2 separate regions of the Mus musculus genome follow, and region 1 is linked to region 2. Evidence: chromatin contacts called from public Hi-C data. All regions are on one chromosome and are shown on one strand. The core of a region is the stretch at or near the end of the contact, and the rest is flanking DNA. Distances in the headings are between cores, read along the strand shown. Region 1 overlaps Stk39 (serine/threonine kinase 39). Region 2 overlaps Xirp2 (xin actin-binding repeat containing 2).

What was found. A called contact is a pair of places that touch in the nucleus more often than the background predicts.
Region 1: a contact with region 2 is called in a Hi-C map of neural progenitor cells, with 3 times the contacts expected there. The contact joins two enhancer-like sites. A contact is called at or near these places in 11 of 484 Hi-C or Micro-C datasets (cochlea, embryonic fibroblasts, embryonic stem cells and 5 more), 4 of 115 datasets of contacts at active chromatin or transcription factors (acute myeloid leukemia, astrocytes, embryonic basal ganglia and 1 more) and 1 of 9 other capture datasets (embryonic stem cells).

Annotation. Positions count from the first base shown.
Region 1 is chr2:68,345,657-68,348,356 of GRCm38.p6, reverse strand. The region is part of intron 10 of Stk39 (serine/threonine kinase 39); the gene reads left to right. Among named protein-coding and RNA genes, the nearest start is that of Stk39, 120 kb to the left of the region's middle. Within about 2 kb of position 1,291, at least 47 of the 459 cell types and tissues checked have an H3K27ac peak or open chromatin away from gene starts, as enhancers often do. A contact at or near this core is called in neural progenitor cells and stem cell-derived neural stem cells, where this site is marked.
Region 2 is chr2:67,487,233-67,489,932 of GRCm38.p6, reverse strand. All of the region lies in intron 3 of Xirp2 (xin actin-binding repeat containing 2), which reads right to left. Among named protein-coding and RNA genes, the nearest start is that of Gm13601, 28 kb to the left of the region's middle. Within about 2 kb of position 1,267, at least 23 of the 459 cell types and tissues checked have an H3K27ac peak or open chromatin away from gene starts, as enhancers often do. A contact at or near this core is called in neural progenitor cells and stem cell-derived neural stem cells, where this site is marked.

The sequences.
Region 1 (2,700 bases), core at 42-2,541, 860 kb before region 2:
TTTCTCATGTCTCCCGAAGCCCCAGCTGCTCCATGGTCTTAGTCTGTACCACCCTGGCCCTGTGACTGCAGCTCCATGGCCCTGTGACCCCGAGACCCCGGTTCTGTCATACTCTGTGTCAAGCTGAGTTCCCGCCCTTCGACTTTGCCGCGGTGCAGCCTCTGAGTCCCGTGGGCTTAGGAGCAGTGAGTGATCTGTTAGTTCCTGTGTAGACTGTGCTCAGCACTGTCCCTGCAGGTATTTTTTAAGGAAACTTCGGGGAGTAAGATGGTGGTGCAGTGGCCTCTGGCATAATCCCGAGAGCAGGAGGAGACAGCTAAACCTTTGCTCCAGGGGGATCTCTGAGGTTGCTCTCCGCTCTCTGGGATTCCCCTGGTCCACAGCTAAGATTTGGATGCAGCTGATTCAAGGTTTAAAATCTTTCACTACTGGGCTTTCTGGGAGTCCTTAGCCTAAAGTCGATGGTTGAGCCACTCAACAAGGTGGCTGGTGCAGGGGGTTGACATTTAGTCCCGCCCAGCATGTCCTCTAGCCAGCAGGGAGCATGTGCTCCCCTGCCACCGTTCAGTTCACTTACTAAGGTGCTCCAATACCTGGCTAAGTTAATTCTCCCTAATCGTGTGTTCCTAAAATCTTCTCCTCTCCTCCACTGAGGGGAAATCGTGTTAAACTTTCCTCATCTCAATCTTGAAAATCTTGAAAATGAGTTTGGCATTTTGGAGGTGGGAAGCTCAAAGTCACTGATAGTCAGGAAGTGTGGGGCATTGTGGGGGCAGGAAGGAGTGCTGCGGAGAGAAGCCTACCTTGTGCCTTCCTACCCCCTTTCCGGTCCTGTTCCCTGAGTCTCAGAGACCATGGTAGGGGAGCTGAGGTGCAGAACAAGTTTAGAAACAGAGAAAAGGGGGCAAGGATGGGGGCTGTCCTTGTTTGGAGCTAATCAAATGTGATTGGTTTATTAGAGATTCCGGACTAACTTTTTGAAAGGCAGAATTATTTTGTATTTTTAGAAAAGATCTTTAAAACTCAGTCATTTTGAAAACAAATTAAAATTGAAGGAATCTAGTTAAGGTTGCTTTGATAACAGATTTTTTTTTTGAAGCTTGCTCTTTAATTACTGCTGACACATTCAAATGCTGATTTAGAAGCATCTGAGAAGTTCTATTTACTTTCCCAGACTCAAACACAAAGGGAAGGAGCCCTGTGCAGCCTGCTAGGCAGCCACTGGGCTGAGGCATGCGGAGGGAGCGCTCACACTTGAAAGGCTGCATGGAGCTGCTTGGCTCCTCAGCCAGCTTGTTGGCCTATGTGAGGGAACTGGCCAGGCCCGAAGGGCATGCAGGGTTGGGGGAAAGTGCAGACCTCTCACAAAGCCTCAAGCAGCGGCCAGGGGAAAGGCTCTGGGGAGCTAAGCAGCGGCCAGGGGAAAGGCTCTGGGGAGCTAAGCAGTGGCCAGGGGAAAGGCTCTGAGGAGCTAAGGGAGAGAAAGCCTGGGCCACCTAAATGGGCTTGAAGGTCAAGCTCTTCAGAGCTGGTCCTGGCACTGCCACCTGCTCACGAGGGAGCCTTCACTGTGAGCCCCTTGTGGACATAGCCAACTGTTGCCTCTCACTGATTTGTAGGCTTAACGACCAGAATCCTCAACTCTGTGTCTTTCAACCAGTCAGCTGCAGTTCTCCAGCTCTGTTGACCTTTGAGTCTCACCTATTCTGCTACACCCTCGGACTGGAGGTATTCCTCCCTCTGTCTGCACCCCCAAGGAGTCAAAGAGCGAAGCTGGGGTCTATCAGACACTATCATATTTTCAGATGTCGGTGCATATCTTTATGTGTCAGGTGATGTCTATCATCTTTTTGATGGCTACATGACATTCTGCTGCAAGAATGATTAATTAATTAGTTCTTTTAATTACAGAGGGGTGAACATCACTGGGTGTGCACTACTGCTAAAATGTTATCTATTTGTTAGGATATATTCCAAGGAATGAAATTGTTTCATTAAAAAAATGACCTATAATTGTTAATGAGTAGTGTGCCTTACCAATTCTTAAAATGTAAGACGTTTTATTTAACTCTACATCTTAGTCTGGGGTTCTAGTCAAGTAATGCTTTACACACACACACACACACACACACACACACACACTACTTACATAGACAGCAAGCCAGATACACATTACTTGCACAGACAGGCAGATAGACACAGTATGATACCTTATTACTTACACAGACAGGCAGACAGACACACATTGCTTACACAGACAGGAAGACAGATATTACTTACATAAACAGATAGACAGGCACAGGGTGCCTTGTTTACACAGACAGGCAGATAGATACACCTCTACTTACATAGTCAGGCAGGTAGACATCCATTGCTTACACAGACAAGCAGACAGGCAGACGTTGTTTACACAGACAGGCGCGCACACTTTTAAGTACTACCTCATTTCCACAGGCAGGCAGACACAGTATGTGCTATCTATCTCACGGGTACTCGTCAGTATTTGGCATTGCAGTCAGCGATACAGCTTTGGTTTGTTTTGACTTTCTCCTAGAGCTGTACTTAGCTATTTTGTAGCGAGATTTCGGAGCTTGAAACTGTCGGTGGTAAGTCAAGGAAAGATTCCAGTGGGCCCTATCCTAACGCAGAAGGACCTGCTCTTGGGAGATTGGTAGTGAGGGACTCTGGGCCATCCTGTTC
Region 2 (2,700 bases), core at 18-2,517:
CCACCCCTGCATCCTGTAACACCAGGCAAGGTAAGGTAGGTTTATAGAAAAGGTGAACCTATCTTCTATCTTCAGAAATACAGTCCCTATTAAACTTTAGTTCCTGTTTTGCGCCACATAGCTGACCTAGGAAGCATAAAATGTAGTTAATGAGCTTCACAACTTGATCAAAGGAGTGTGTCTTAGACTATAATTTTATGCGGTTTGATTTCTATTAAAAAATAGTCTGTGACCCTGGCATGACCTACAGAGATACAGAAAGTTGGGGATGAGGGGGAAAAGGGCAGAGAAATTGATGACTGACCGGTGACAACCAGCTGCAATGTGATACAGCAAGAGAACCACGAATATAGGCACCGGACAAGGAAAGGCACCAAGGGAAAGGATCTTCATGAGCCTGGCAAAATGTGTGCAAGGGTGGGGAAAAAGCAGTCCCTTCATGGAACTTGGACCTAGAAGCCCACGGCACGTTTACTTTTCTCTAAACTGAAGGGAATAGAGAAGAACTGTGTAGAGTTATAGTGGTCAGCGAAGGCATAGTCAGCAACTGGATGTGCTCATAACAATCAGTCAACTGACATCTGCACGGAGCAGCTCCTGCAGAGCAGCCACGCGAGTGGTGCAGATGTGAACCGGCGAGGCCAGGAGCAGCATTGAGCAAATATGTGGGCTTCTTATGCTGAGTCAGCACTAGCCTTGTCACTTCAGGCAAAGACACTGAGAAAGACCTATAGAGGACAAACAGGTTCAAGGGCTGGTTTTGGAAAACCAAAATCAACCCCCCCAACAAAAACAAACAAAACAAATAAACAAACAAACAACCCCCCAAACCGAAACCCAGCAACAGTGAAAGCTTCATCCTTTGTTTCCATTTTTAACCAAGTAAGGTTGTTTTACAGACAGCCTGTGTATGGACCCTATTTATGGGGCAATCCTTGTATCGGTTGTCCCAACCACAGGAACCATAGGGTGCCACAGGTTACATTCTTCCCTTCCAGCTGACAGCTGAAATGCGCTGAGAATCACAGTGCGAATACAGTGCTCAGTGTTCGTAGAAACGGGCAAACCAACCACCTCTACCTCTCCTCCTTTCTTCATTTCTGCAAGTGGTATAGCTTTCTGTCTTCTGCCTGCTTCCACTCATACACTAACTAAATCATCTTTTTTCTTCATACGTCTTGCCACAATGCTATGAACAAAGTGCTCTCCAAAAGCCAGCGCTAGCCCATTCAGTTGCTTCCACTTAAAAGCCAAACTATTCATGGTGGCATCCTGGCGTCAAGCAAGGCCTGCACAAAGGAGGTTTTATTCTCTCTCCCCTCCTTTGTCTCCGGAGCAGTTTGACTCCTCATCTTTTTCACTTCTTACAGGAGGCTAAGCACTTTTCCTCAGACAAAGACCTGCTTACTACTCTAATTTTTAAAATGTGCACTCAGCAGTGTTTCTGACGATTCCAGAACAACATATGCCCAAAGCACAGAGAGGTATGCTCATTTTAAGCTAATTTCCAATTATTTCTGGAGTTCCCAAGAAACGGTTGTTACCTAGAGCTAAACAAAGAGCTGACAAGAATGTGAAGGTGTAAAAGAAGGCCTCTTTGTGACATTACACTCACATAAAGATTTTAAAAAATATCATATTCTAAGAATGATTATTCGAAGTAAAATGCCTATATGGTATATGACAGTATATGGACTGCTCAGTTAATCCCCTCTCCCACCACAAATATTCTTTCCTTTTCTCTCTCTTTCTCCCCCTTGGCTCTTGTTGCATTCCTATTAAGATGCAACAAGAAAATCCTCACTGTGCCCCAGGACCTTAGCATATCAGCAGCCAGAACTGTGAGCCTCTACGTTTTGGATCCTTATAAATAAAGGAGTTCGTAGTATTACATTAGCAGTGCAATATAGTATAGGATAGGTGGTTGACCCTGAGAAATTATAATACAAGTTGTCTGACTCTAGAGCCAGAGGCCAAATATACTCCAGATTGCCTTATTTTGAGTGTTACTATTTTTAGTTGCAATATTATTTTTAAAAAGTGCATACACATGAACTATGATATAAGACACTCTGTTTCAATAGTGGTCCAGTTCAGGGCAGAGCTAGTAATATCAATTTATGACCTTGGGAAGTGATATTTGTGGCATAAACTAAAGGTAATTTTAAGTATGAGTACCTTGGCAATGTGCACATGCAACTGATAAAAATACATTTAGTTTGCTTGAAAATAATTACAGGTCACCTTTGTAGAACCCAAAACACACAGATATCAGATTGCATCTATCAGAAGCTGACAGAAACATTTTTGTTGTTGTTGTTGTTGTTGTTGTTGTTGTTGTTTTAAGACCTAAAATTGTTCAGGGATCCTTCTAAAACCACACCACGGCAACTTTCAGAGGACTAATGTTTACATTTGCATTTCTGCAATAGCAGATGCGTGTGAAAAGCATGTGCCACCATCCAGTACATCTGAGGTGGCATCAGGGAGAGGAACCCAGATGCTTTCAGCTCATGCTGAGGCTCAGGGCATCAGATCCACAGGGAAACCATTTCCTGGGTGCTCCACCACACTGAGCACTTCCAAAAACATTTGGGGCCCCATCTGTTCCTTCTCCCTTAAGCCACAGAATGGAACGAGAAACTGAAAGAAATAAAAGCAATTTCCAGAAGGAAGAGGCTTCTGGGCTCAACAATTAGA